Linked DNA regions of Mus musculus: region 2 is linked to region 1. A link is a contact called in public promoter capture Hi-C data. All regions are on one chromosome and are shown on one strand. The core of a region is the stretch at or near the end of the contact, and the rest is flanking DNA. Distances in the headings are between cores, read along the strand shown. Region 1 holds the start of Alas2 (aminolevulinic acid synthase 2, erythroid). Region 2 holds the start of Iqsec2 (IQ motif and Sec7 domain 2).

Evidence for each region. Promoter capture Hi-C pulls out the DNA fragments that hold promoters and counts their contacts.
Region 2: a contact with region 1 is called in a promoter capture Hi-C map of liver, with 7 times the contacts expected there. The contact joins the promoter of Iqsec2 here to the promoter of Alas2 in region 1. A contact is called at or near these places in 1 of 39 promoter capture datasets (liver) and 1 of 9 other capture datasets (liver).

What each region holds. Positions count from the first base shown.
Region 1 is chrX:150,544,851-150,551,862 of GRCm38.p6, forward strand. Alas2 (aminolevulinic acid synthase 2, erythroid) reads left to right here and starts at 2,567. Exons shown (of 11, transcript NM_009653.3): 1 at 2,567-2,635. It overlaps Mir3620 (microRNA 3620), which reads right to left and starts at 2,595; the gene lies at 2,535-2,595. It also overlaps a transcript of Apex2 not described here. RefSeq lists an enhancer at 4,901-5,102 and cis regulatory regions at 4,986-4,991, 5,004-5,009.
Region 2 is chrX:152,141,565-152,148,576 of GRCm38.p6, forward strand. Iqsec2 (IQ motif and Sec7 domain 2) reads left to right here and starts at 2,704. Exons shown (of 15, transcript NM_001114664.2): 1 at 2,704-3,615. The coding sequence starts at 2,909.

The DNA of each region.
Region 1 (7,012 bases), core at 1,317-3,816:
TCCTTCCAATATTACATGGTTTCCAGGAACTGAACTCAGACTGCCAGGCTTACTCAACAGACACCTTTGCCTGATGAGCCATATTATAGGCCCAGGAATTTTCTTTTTGTGCAAATAGTTTCACAATTATCCAAAGTTATTTGTTACAAAGTTATTCCTTTTTTTAAAGTTATATATTTTCTTTATATACATTTCAACTGCTATCCCGAAAGTTCCCTATACCCTCCCTCCACCCTGTTCCCCTACCCAGCCACTCCCTCTTCTTGGCCCTGGCATTCCCCTGTACTGGGGCATATAAAGTTTGCAACACCAAGGGGCCTCTCTTTCCAATGATGGCCGACTAGGCCATCTTCTGATACAAATGCAGCTAGAGATACGAGCTCTGGGGGTACAGGTTAGTTCATATTTGTGTTCCACCTATAGAGTTGCAGACCCCTTCAGCTCCTTGGTTACTTTCTCTAGCTCCTCCATTGTGGGCCCTGTGTCCCATCTTATAGATGACTGTGAGCATCCACTTCTGTATTTGCCAGGCACTGGCATAGCCTCATACGAGACAGCTACTCCATTGTGTAAATTTACCACATTTTCTGTATCCATTCTTCTGTTGAGGGACATCTGGGTTCTTTCCAGCTTCTGGCTATTATAAATAAGGCTGCTATGAACATAGTGGAGCATGTGTTCTTATTACCAGTTGGAGCTTCTTCTGGGTATATGCCCAGGAGAGGTATTGCTGGATCTTCCAGGAATATTATGTCCAATTTTCTGAAGAACCTCCAGACTGACTTCCAGAGTGGTTGTACAAGCTTGCAATCCCACCAGCAGTGGAGGAGTGTTCCTCTTTCTCCACATCCTCGCCGGCATCTGCCGGCATCTGATTTTTTTATCTTAGCCATTCTGACTGGTGTGAGGTGGAATCTCAGGGTTGTTTTGATTTGCATTTCCCTGATGATTAAGGATGTTGAACATTTTTTCAGGTGCTTCTCAGCCATTCAGTATTCCTCAGTTGAGAATTCTTTGTTTAGCTCTGAACCCTATTTTTTAATGGGGTTATTTGAATTTCTGGAGTCCAGCTTCTTGAGTTCTTTATATATATTGGATATTAGCCCCCTATCTGATTTAGGATTGGTGAAAATCCTTTCCCAACCTGTTGGTGGCCTTTCTGTCTTATTGACAGTGTCTTTTGCCTTACAGAAGCTTTGCAATTTTATGAGGTCCCATTTTTCAATTCTTGATCTTACAGCACAAGCCATTGCTGTTCTGTTTAGGAATTTTTCCCCTGTGCCCATATCTTCGAGGCTTTTCCCCACTTTCTCCTCTATTAATTTCAGTGTCTCTGGTCTTATGTGGAGGTCACAAAGTTATTCCTAAAGGAGAGGGGTAATCCCTGGGACTGTCCTACATTCCCACCCACGAGGGTGTGTTTAATTATAATACCTTTGGATTTAATACTGTAACTCCACTAAATAGTGGGCTTTTATGGAAAGACCTCCATTAGTTATTGGCATATGGCCATAGTTCCATTGCCCTAGCCTTAGGAAAGGCATGGGGAATACAATATAAGAGAAAATATTAAAAGGGGTAGAAAACAGAGAAACTAATATTTTAGCTGTATGTTCTAAGATGTACAGGAGAGTGTGGGTTCTGGGAGCATACTGTCAACTTTGTAGCCGAGGTATGTACTTTGTAGATGTGCAATTATTAGTAGCCCACCCTCCCAGTCTTAGGGTCTTTATCTGTGACAGAGATAACTGTGCCTCTGTCTTAAGATTCTTTTTTTATGTGAATAATCACTTTATTATCTGACTGTTGAAATTAAAATTCTTTAGTTTTGAAAAATAAATATAGATATACACCTGAGAATAAGACCTGAACATCTGTTTCTAGAATCCAATCCATTACAAATTCACACAAACCAGCCCAGTGCTGTGGGTTTCCTTCTACATGACCACAATGACATCAGCAGCCTTCTTTCAAATGATTTTCATTCCCAGACCACTGTGGACATTAAGAGCAAGTGTCTTAAGATTCTTATGAGGCTTAATTAATCAATGCAAAGTAATTACCCCCTCAAGGTACAGAGTAAAACCACTGAATCAACACAAACTGTTATTTTCTCAAACTAAGCACTGTGCCAAATATTTGTTCATTTATTGAAGTGACACAACATCCTTTGAGTTGATCTACTTTCCATGGAGGCTCACAGCTAGAACCCTTCAGAGCCCCAGTGCCTAGAGTGCCGAGAGTGTATTCTATGTCTGACTTCAGGGTCCTCTCCACGTGGACTTGCCTTTAGTGGCCTCCTTCATGGCTGAGGGAACTGAAGGTCAGAGGGATGGTTCTACAGAAGGTGCCCTGGATTTATAAGGATGGTCTGATCTCAAAATCGAATGAGTTAGTTTCACTACCCCAGAGGGAGTAGAGGAAGAAAACAGAAAGAGAAGGCACAGAACAAGGGGAGTGAAAGGAGACTACTTTGCTTTTTATCTTTAGCAGAGGCCTGAGATACCTTAAGGCCGAGGCGGAAGGGGGTGGGGTGGGGTGGGCGGGGCTGAGCAGGAGGCTGGGATGAAAGCTGCTTCCCAGCCCAGCCCACAGCACTCACCGTCTTTGGTTCGTCCTCAGTGCAGGGCAACAGGTAAGAGGTTCTTTCAGTGTTCTTTCTGGGCTCTCACCAACACTGTATGTTGACCCTGGGTGGACTTTTGACCTTCACAGAAACTCTCTTCTGTTTGGGGGTTTTCCTTTCTTCCTCCTCTCCCTCTCTCTCTCTCTTACTACTTTCCAGTACTTTCATCTTACTTCACTAATTCTCTGTCTGACATTCCTGCTTTCTGTTACTTTTCCCTCAAAGGACTTTTCTCTATCTCCTCAACCCCTCAAAACCCATTTCTGTCTCCTTAGTCTCCTTCTGTCTCTGTCTCTTCCTCTCCCCCATTTCTCTAGGAAAGGCATCTTCATATTTCTTCCAAAATTCTCCAGTCACCCCATTATCACTTGACACTTTCCCATCTGCTTGGCCTAGAACAGAGTGTGAGGTTTCAGAGCCTTGTGGGTAGGGGGTCAGATCCAGGGAAGGAAAATTGGAGGCTTTTGTGGGGGAGGGGGGGTGGTTAAGAATGGTAAGGCAAGATGCAGGAATTGAGAGGTTGCAAAATTAGTAGAAATAAAGGGAAAAGGCGGAAGAGAATTGTCATTGTACAGAAAAGGCAGATTTGGAGTCTCACTCTTAAGTCACTGTGAGATCCCAGGCAGGTCATTTATCCTTTGACAAAAGGGCCTGCCCACAGTTCCCACAAATTTCTTAGTTTTGTGGTATACATTCTTCTGTTTTTAATTGTCCTTTGACTTTCCAGGGTTGGAAAGAGGGCACTAGGAGGGGAGATAAGGCCTGATGCTTCACTGGAAGAAGCAAGGGATTCTTTTCCAGACTTAAATGATTCTTAATATCAAGCCACAAGTAATGGGAGACAGGGGACAGAAGAGCTGCAAGAGTGGCTTCTGGCTTCCCTGCTGGGATGGTGGCCCAGCTGATCTTTCTGGCCTATGGGACTGCAAATTAGGTGCTGACCTAAAAGGGAATTATAGACATACAGGGAAAAAAACCCTTTGAGTAATGATGCCACTTGTCTTGAGAATTCCCGTCCCTCTTTGATTTAGTTTTAAAATTACTCGAAATCTTTTCTATGTAGTGGGTTATATAAATCATTAAGTGGTGAAATGAATTCATAAATGTTCAATAGTACCCCAAATCCTACTTTAGAACATTTGGAGAAAGCATTGGTCATAAATTACTGTAACAGAGTGGCTTGGTGTCTAGAGTCAACTTCCCAGCTATGAAAATCGGGAATGTTTGGACCATAGATTCATGGTCGCTAAGTTAGAAGTCTCTGGAACCAGACTGCCTAAGCTGAAATTTTGCTTCCTTTACTTAACAGTTTTGTAATTTGGGTGAGTCACAGATCTTTTGGGGACCTCGGTGTCTATTTCCAACATCATCCTGAGGACTGAATAAGTCTATGTATGTAGAACATTGACAATGGTCAGAGCTTTGTTAATGTTTGTATATCAGAACCAGAAGATAAATTATGAAATTTCCAATCTAATCCAATGTCTGTGGAGAAAGTAAAGTTCAAAAGGGTGGAGGGGAGCAGGGGAGCCAAAGTACACATACAGTAAAAAAGTAACAAAATGAGACAAAAATCTCATCTCCAGCTTTCCAGACTTAGTCTGATATAAGCAAGGTGGAACTCTGATATATTTATGATGTGACTCCTTGGCTCCAGAGTATGTTTTGTCTGAGAAAAGATTTGCTACTTAGTCCTAACTGACTGGGAGCTATGCAGCCCAAACTAATATGCAATTTAGGATCCTGTTGTCACAGCTTGCTGTGGTGTCAAAATACCCAGCTAAGAGATACCCAGCTAAGACCTTATGTTCTTAATACCCTGCCTGAAATGCTTCCTCTATTCAACTTTACTCATTCCTGGCTCATATTAAGAATGTTATGGAATGGACATTAAGAATCCAAATACAAAGTTATAGGTCATAATGATGTTCAAGAAGATCAGTGTAGGACAAGAGAAATTGTAACTGGAGCTTTAAAATGAACTCAAGAATTCAATTCACATCAAGAACTCTGTATTTTTCCCAGGACCCTCAGTATATTATGGCCAACAGCCCCACAAAAATGGTGAGTCCACTGGACCTCTTCTGGTTTCTACATGGAAAGTAGGCCTTAATCAACCATCATTCCAGGGCAGGACTTTGCCTCTAATCTTAAGGGCTTCCTGTCTCACTATATACTTCAATGCTATTGTCAGTGTCAGAGAAGGAGTTTGTATAAACCTGCAGGAACTGGGACATCTTGACTCCCTACAGATTGCCAGAGCCAGCGTTGGCCAGATGCTTAGACGTGATTCCAGGAAGGGGTTCTTCTTCTCTCCCACGCCCTGGGCTCATCCTAGGGAGTAGCCAGACTCTAATGGTGATAAGCTCTAGGGGCTTTATCTATGGTCTGCAGGCTCAGCCTTGAGTGCTTTAGCCTTCATGGCCAGGCAGTCAGAAGGGCAACTCTTATTTCCAGATATGAGGTAGGCACTGGATCCAACCAATGGCCTACTGAGTGATCAAGGTAGAATTACCTCACATCTGACAACTGATCAAAGCTAAAACCCAGAAAGGAGAAGTGCCTTGTCCAAAAACATTGAATGAAGACACTAGAAAACCAGAATGTAGATAAGAAAAATTTAACTTTTTATGCACCAACTACCATGCTGAAAGGTTCACATTTTTGTTTTGTTTTGTTTGTTTCATTTAATCCTTCCAAGCAGCTTTCTGCTTTTTTGTTATTCCAGGGCCCATATGATTGGGCCTACAAACTAACTCAGGCTGCTGTGACAGCCTGGAAAGGCAGGGAGGATGTCCTAAGATGCAATAAGATGACTGGGCTTTGTAACATAAGAGGCGGGTGCTTGTTCTGTGAGATTAGAGGGATAAAAGAAGTTGCCAATAGGATAGGCTCAAGAATTCCTTCTGTTCCCTTGTCTCTCACATAATAAGGCCTTATACACTGAGCCTTTGGCTTCTTGGCAGAGCTGAGGCTTTAGCCCTCCCACATTTCCTCCTCTCTCTCCTATTGATTGTGCTGTCCTGCATCTTGTTCCTACTCATTGACTCTGACTCTACAATTGGCTCTTTCCTTCCAATCTGTTTCCCCCTCTTGTTCTGTCTTTCATTTTGGTATGTCTCAATCTTACCTCCCTAGAGGCCTCCTCCCTCCCCCCTTCACCCACCCATTTCCTTCTCAAATATAGATTTATTATTTTAAATTATGTGTATATGTTTGGTTCTGTCACAGGTATGTATACATGAGTGCCAGGCCAGTGGAAACCGGAGGCCTCGGATCTCCTGGAGCTGGAGTTCCAGGCAGTTGTGAGCCACACGGCATGAGTACTGGGAAGCAAACCTGGAAGAACAGTATTTCCTCTTAACCACTAAGCCATTTCTTCTGCCACTACCACTGTCTCTTGAGCTTTTAGATTTTTAAAAAGCCATTGTCTTTTTCATTGTTTCTCTCCCACCACCACTCCAGCAGGGTCAGATCCCCCTCCCTTAAGCCTGTATAGTCTAACCCTCTTATCTTGGTGCTCCAATGCCCTTGCTAGATCCCTTTCTCTCCTGCTTAATTTTCAGTCTTTATATTACTCTAGACTACCTAACATTTGTCCCTCCCAGTATGTTTCCTGCTTCTCCTTCTTTTGTCTTATTATCTTGCCCTACTTTCTACATCTCCCATCATCCTCTTGTCTTGTTACTCGGCATCAGTCTTCCTCTCTGTGTCCCTTTCTATCTCTACCTTGCTCTTTTCCCTTCCAGTTCTGATATCTTTCTCAGTTTCAGGTCTTCCTCCTCCACCACTACACTTTTGTTGGCTCTCTTCTTTTCTCCTTCTGAAGTTGTCTTGATTTTTCCCCACCTCCCTGTGCTCTCCTTTTGAAGATCATAGTAATCATTAATTTACTCCAAAATTCAGCCAATACTCAATGAGAGTTATGTGTCATTTGCTTTATCTTTTTCTGTTCATTTTTTCCCTGTCTTTTCTCCAGCCCCCTTCATTTCTCTATCTAAGCCTTTGTCATCTTTACTGATCTACATAGATTATATCTTCCAGCCTCCTTGGGTCTTATTTGTACACCCTTCTTTATCAGAGTTTAACCAAAAAGTCAAGAAAAAAATCCAAACATATCAAAATACCAACCTGGTAGTACACAGCCTGTAGGGCACATGACTGCCCTTTCCTGTTTCCAGGATCTCAAGTTGACAGCTGGCTTTAAACTCCTTTCCCATCTCTGGTAGAGCATTCTCTGGACACAGCAGGACTAGCCTCAGGAGCTCCTGTAAATGGCATCTGTCCACATAAGTGGGCAGAGTCTTCATTTGTTTGAGGATAGCAGTCTTTGGAAGACAGTTGATCACAGGTGTGGATTGTGAGCTGTCACTCTTCAGCACAAAG
Region 2 (7,012 bases), core at 1,454-3,953, 1.6 Mb after region 1:
ATAGACTTGTATAGTCATTTAGTTGTACACTTTCATTCCTCTTTAGACACCCAGAAGTAGAATTGTTGGCTCTATTTTTTTTAACCTTTTAAGTAATAGACAGACTGCTTTACAAAGGGACAGCTCCATTTTACATTCCTGTTGGCAATGAATGAGAGTTCCAATATCTCCACATTTGTGCTAACATTTTTTAAAATTGTAAATCCCTTTGATTTTTGCCTTTATAGAGGATGTGGTATCTTACTATGTATGTTTATGAAACTGATATTTAGGGCTGGTGTGATGGCTCAGCACTGGATGCTCTTCCAAAGGTCCTGAGTTCAAATCCCAGCAACCACATGGTGGCTCACAACCATCCATAGTGAGATCTGATGCCCTCTTCTGGCACATCTGAAAACAGCTACAGTGTACTTATGTATAATAATAAATAAATCTTTGGGCCAGAGCGAGCAGGGTTGATCAGAGCAAGCAGAGGTCCTAAAAATTCAATTCCCAACAACCACATGAAGGCTTACAACCATCTGTTCAGCTACAGCATACTCATATACATAAAATAAATAAATCTAAAAAAAAAGAAAAAAGAAAGGAACTGATATTTAGGGGCTCAGAGGTTAAGAGCACTTGCTGCTCTTCCAGAGGACCCAAGTTCAGTTCCCAGCAACCACATCAGGTGGCTCACAGCCACCTGTAACTCCAGCTCCAGGGGATCCGATGTTGATATGTAGCATACACTTTTACACATACACACACGCACACACACACACACACACACACACACACACACACACACTAATAATGATAATATAGTAATAATAATAATAAAATAAATTTTTACAAAGAAAGTGATGTTTTTCCATTTTATTTTCTGCCCATGGAAGGATAGCTTAAGAACATCATTTTGTAGCTGTTTCTATCAAGGCAGTCCTGAGCAGTGGGAACTAAATGAAGTCCAGTACTCAGTGGCTAGCTAAGCACACTAGAGAACTTCTGCATCAGCTCAGAAGGCATTTTTCATGCCTTGTAATCATTCTGGACCCAAACCTATGTTAGAAAGCTGGCTATCCCCATTGTTCTTGAGCTTTCTCCTTGGTTAGTCACAGCCTTCTCAGCACCTTTCATTTCACTCTGCTGTTTCTGTCCAATCTCTTTAGGATCTCTACAGAAGCACAGAACATTTATCACTGGGAAAATCAGGGATGGACTCAAAAAGAGGCATTTGACTTAAGGCTTCCACCTTGTCCTCCTCCTTTTCTCCTTACTTCTTTCCCTCTTCCTTCTTCCCCTTCATGTGCAAGGGTGTTTTGCCTGTATTTATGTCTGTGCATCACATGAGTGCCTGGCACCCTTGAAGGCCAGAAGAGTGTTTAAAATCCTTCTTGAGCAGGAGTTACAGTTTGAGTTGTCACGTGGGTGCTTGAAATTGAACCCAGGTTCTTCGGAAGAGCAATTAGTGCTCTTAATTTCTGAACCATCTCTCCAGCTCCTAACTTTCTATTGTTATTTTGGTTTTTTGAGATAGCATCCCACACTGTAGCTAAGGATTGTGTGGAACTCATTACTTAGTTCAGGTTGGCCTCTAAATACTAGCAGTCTTCCTGCTTTAACCTTACAAGCACAGGTATTATAAACCCATGCTGAGAATTTGATTCAGGTCTTAATGAAAAGATAAAACTTCACTGATTGGCAATGGTGGAATGAAAGAAGATGCCATTTCCATGGGGATTAGAAAATGACGGTTGAAGAAAGATGTTTTGACATCAAGTCTGACTCTAATGGGGAGTCCTGGGGCTTGTTGGAAATGATCATCAATGATCAAAAAAAGACCCTTGTCAAAAAGGCCTTCCTTGGTCAAAAGACCCAGTAACGGGCTAATATAGGGAATCCTGGGGTCGGATAGGATTGGAAATCTGAGCATTGATTTGGATGAAGAATTTAGAGGTTGGCGGGCTGAAGGTAAATGCCTGAAGAGTTACATGTGTGTGTGTGTATGGGGGGGGGGGTTAGTGGTGGTGGTGGTGGTGGTGGTGGTGGTGGTGGTAGTAGTAGTAGTAGTTGAATTCCAGGGACTGTCTGGGATATGGAACTACAGACTGGGTGGGCTGGAGGATCACAAGGCTAGAGAAACGCAGAAGTACTGAGATGGAGTAATGGTCTATAGACTGACTAGTTGTAATGAAAAATCAAGAGATTGTCATGGAGCTGGAAGGAGATCATCTAAAACAAGAAGCCAGCTGGGATAAGGAATGGGATACTGAGTGGGGTTGGCCGACTGAGGGGTTGGAAGTCTGAGTTGACTGAGTCTGGAGACTGCCTGGGCTGGGTGTTTTGACGGCTTGGGTCTTGGGCCTGTTGGGCCAGTGCATATTAGAATAGGTTGGAGGACTTCATTAGGCTGTTAGGTGAAGACCCCAGGACAGTTGGAATGGAGATATCTCCTGCAGGCTGAGCTAAGGCTGGCATCCAGCTGAGGTGCCAGTGCTTTGGGGCTGGTCCAGCTAGGGTGTTGGTGGCGACTGCAGGTGGGGCGCGCGGGGGCGGGTCGGGAGAGCTGGGTGGGGGCAGGGGCGGGGGGCGGGCCGGCGGCCGGGGCGGTCCCGCGCGGCCGCGCTGCGCAGTGACTCCGCAGCGGGCGGAGCGCCGTGGGCCGCGTCCTTCCGAGCCCTGGCGGTGGCGGTGGCGGTGGTGGTGGCGGCGGCGGCGGCGGCGGCGGTAGCCTTAGCTCCTGCGCCCCGTGCCGCCGGCCCCAGCGCTGTCTCCCGGGCCCCCTAGGGCCCCCGGGCCCCCGAGCCCGGTGCGCGCCCTCGCGTCCCGCCGGCCCCCTCCCCCGGCTGGGCCCGGGGGAGGGTGGCGCCGTGAGCGAGCGGGGACTGGGCTCTCCTGCCCGTTCCCCTGTCCCTGGGCCGCCAGGATGGAGGCGGGGTCCGGTCCTCCGGGTGGCCCGGGATCTGAGAGCCCCAACCGGGCGGTGGAGTACCTGCTGGAGCTGAACAACATCATCGAGAGTCAGCAGCAGCTGTTGGAGACCCAGCGGCGGCGCATAGAAGAGCTGGAGGGCCAGTTGGACCAGCTCACCCAGGAGAACCGCGACCTGCGGGAGGAGAGCCAGCTGCACCGTGGGGAACTGCACCGGGACCCCCTTGGCGCACGGGATAGTCCTGGCCGCGAAAGCCAGTACCAGAACCTGCGTGAGACCCAGTTCCACCACCGCGAGCTGCGGGAGAGCCAGTTCCACCAGGCGTCCCGGGACGTGGGCTACCCGAACCGGGATGGCGCTTACCAGAACCGGGAAGCTATCTATCGGGATAAGGAGCGAGAAGCCTCCTATCAACTTCAGGACACTACCGGTTACACAGCCCGCGAGCGCGACGTGGCCCAATGCCACCTGCACCATGAGAACCCAGCCCTGGGTCGCGAGCGTGGCGGGAGGGAGGCTGGGCCAGCGCACCCGGGCCGCGAGAAGGAAGCCGGCTATTCCGCGGCGGTGGGCGTGGGGCAGCGGCCACCGCGGGAGCGGGGCCAGTTGAGTCGTGGCGCATCCAGAAGCTCCAGTCCTGGCGCTGGCGGAGGTCACAGCACCAGTACCAGCACCAGCCCGGCTACAACCCTCCAGAGAAAGTAAGGAATGTGTTTGCGGCCCCCACCCCACCCATTCCTTTCCCTCTAGATCCCTCTCCAACTTAGCTGGCAGATAAAGTATATGAAGCCCATGCCTGATCCCATTTCCTGCTTCGCCTGTCCCAATCGGGAGAAGGTTCTCCTCAACCGGCTGACATGCTTTCCCTAGCCACCACACATTGGTTTGGTCAGACGAGTGCGGGCTTCTTTTCCCTGTAGAACCAAAGCCAGTTAGAGACTAAAGCAATTCCCACTACCTCCCTCCACTTCTTCAGCCCCTAGCTGTATCCTTTCCAGAGGATGGATTAAATAATTTTTAGACAGAGGTGGTATCAACTCAAGCCCCCTAAAGAGAGAAACACTCCTACACACCTTTTTTTTTTGGGGGGGGGTGATCTCGTCTCGAGGCAGGTGGGGACCAGAATGGAACTGCAGCACATCTTGGCATGGGGAGGGGGGGTGATGGTGGCAAAGATGGGGGAGCAAAGATGGAGGCTAGGCCCTTGGTTAGTTTCTCAAAGTCCAGCTGGTCTCCACCCTTCAAGAAAAACAACACCCATTTAAAGAGCCCTACCAGGAAGGGAAGTCCATAGATCTCCCATCTGTTGGATCAGCTTCAGACCTGTGCTGGGGTTTGTACATGTGTCTGAGACAGGTTAGGAATATTTTCTGAGTTGATGGGACATGGACAGGATCTACTTTTCCTATGTAGATCCCATTGTGTGCTGATTGGGATAAATGTATTAGGCTGTGAGTCAAGGGCACGAAGGCTCACAGGGATGCCCTAAAGGCCCTCCTATTGCTTTACTGCTATACTGAAAAGAACATTGAATTGGGAGATGGGAGAACTGGCGTCCCCTTCCAGCTCTGTTGCAGATTGGCTTTGTGACCTTGACTGAGTCCCTTCTTTTGCCAGTCTATGATTTCCCCTAGATATTTTTTTTAAAGCCAGGGACTGCCAACTGAGATTCAATGGGTATGTTACTAACCCAACCACACCAAAGAGCAAGTCTGAAGTCCTTTAGCAAATGGACAGGCTTCCCCCTCCTCTCACTGCTCAGCTGGTCCTACCATGTGCCACAACTAGTGGAGTGTCTCTTGGAGGCTGGGCTGGGGGTGGGGAAGCCTTCTGCCTCAGGAAATCTGCCGGGAGACAGCTCTCTGCAACTCCCCCATGGTGAGGCAGCAGGCTGGGGTGCTGGGTTGAGATGGCTGGGCCCCAGGAGCAGCAGCTGCAGCTTGAGGGCTTGGCTGGGCTCCACTGCAGTGCACCCTCAGCTGAGTGTTGAGGTAGAAGGACAGCCCCAGAATGGGGGGCAGAGAAAGACTGGATGGGGCATTGTGGTCCTTGAGCCTGGTTGCAGACTTCTCTAGAGGGGTCAGGCCTGTGATGGAGGGAGCAACCTCAATATGTATGGCTCCAGGGGGCAGATCCAGGAACAGAGGGAACATCTGAGATAAAATCAAGAGAACTTTTCAACCTAGCCAGTTGTGATGCAGTACATTGCCTCAAGGGATGGGGGTGGTGGCTGGCCTGAGTGGTCCAGTTGAAGTCTAAAGGGGGTCTGAGAGAGCTGGAGGAAGCATATAGTTCCTGATTTGAGCATTAAGCCCAATGAAAAGACCTGAATCTTTCTCAATTTCCGAATTCCATTGCTCTCAGATTCTCTACCCTGCAGACATCAGGTCTGATTTTCTTGGCTGGCTGGAAGCCCATTTGCCCTTCTGCCATCCTTGCGGGCCTGCTTCTGACTCCTTCCTTCTTTTTGTACACTTTCCAGGTTGCTTGTTGGAATCCCTTGCATCACATTTCCTACTGGCTAATAAAGAGGTTTAAATAACACTTTGGGTTTCTCTCAACCACATATTAACTGCTTGCCTATCTATGATTGCTTCCTTTGGACTTCACAGCCCAGCCCACTCAGTGAGCATCAGCAACTCCATTTTAGAGAGGGAGAAACTGAGGCTTCAAGATGAAGGGGCCTTATTCAAGGTTATGCTACTATTTGCTAATGGAGCTGCGACTAGAATCTAAGTCTGCCTGTCTTAAAGGCATGTTATTTGTTCCCTACAGCTTAACTACTCCTAGGAGTCTTGGCCTCAGGACCTGCTGAGGTACTGAACTGGGAAAAGCCAAAAGAGCCTTAGGTATCTCCAGGTTTTGAACTAGAAGAGATGGGTCTGGAATGAGTGGAGGAGTTGATGAGAAGAAAAGACAGCTGTCTTCCTCTTTCCCACCTTCCTCCTTGCCCGGTGTCAGGAGAACCTGTAGCCATTGCTGTAACCAATGCTGCTGCAAGCGACTCCCCTGCTAGGCCTGTTCTGGGTTTGTAAGGAGTGGGTGAGAAGGCTGCTGTTGGAAGCGCGGGCAGGCAGGGTGGGAGTTCAGCAGCTGAGGCTGCAGCATTGGGGGAGGACAGGCAGAGCTGGTACAGGCTGGGCTCTGTTGGGCCCCAGGCTCCCTCTGGTGGACAGACTAGGAAGACTAGGGCCTGGGTCAAGATGTAGCTTGTTGGGAGCCTGTTCTGCCCCAGACTCAGTTCTCCCAACAACCCTTTGTGCATCTGTCATTACCATCATGTCACAGCATAAGAAACCCAGGGCTCTGAGAAGTGATGTCCATCAGAGGTCATGCTACTAACACAACATGCTCCCGTTCCTGTGAACTGGGCCTTCTTTGCTTTGGGCATCACCCATCCTTATTCGGATCATTTACCCAGGACTCCCACATCCTTCCCTACTGCTCTTCTGGACAGGTTCCAGAATGCCAGAATCTCTGCTGCCAGGCTCTGGGTGTGGCCTTCCTAGTGTGACAGAAAGCAACATGAGTCCCTACCTCCTTCTGGTCACTGCTACATGAGGATTTAGTTGTTTGCTTACTAGTTGTTGATCCTGACTAATACTCAGATCTTTTTATGTGGAGCTCTCACCTCCTGCCATGATTTAAAAAGAGATCTTTTTTTTGGTTGTTAAGCTTGGTTCCCCCCCCACCCCACCCCCAACACACTACAGTTCTGGCACATAGAATGATTTCTAGAGGCTAGGACTCACTGCTGAGTGCCCTGTGCCCAAGAGAGCTCTGTTCCTACATTTTCTGCATGGGCCTAGCTTTTATCTCTGCTGTATGCAGTGGTGGGTTGAAGCCAGTATAGTGGTAACTGTCTATCCTCTGCTCCCTCCTCCCCACCCCACCCCCCTGTGCAAGCTAGCTCACATTTAGATACTGAACCTAGAGAACGCCAGCGTGGTGTTCTTGGCACCCAGGGCGATGCATAGTCCTACCATTTCACTGCTGAACTATCATCATGTGCGTGTGCTGGGTTGTCAGCATGCTCCCCATAGGGGCCCAGGCTACTGAGAAAATGAATACGTGAGAGCAATCCCAGGGTGAGGCTCT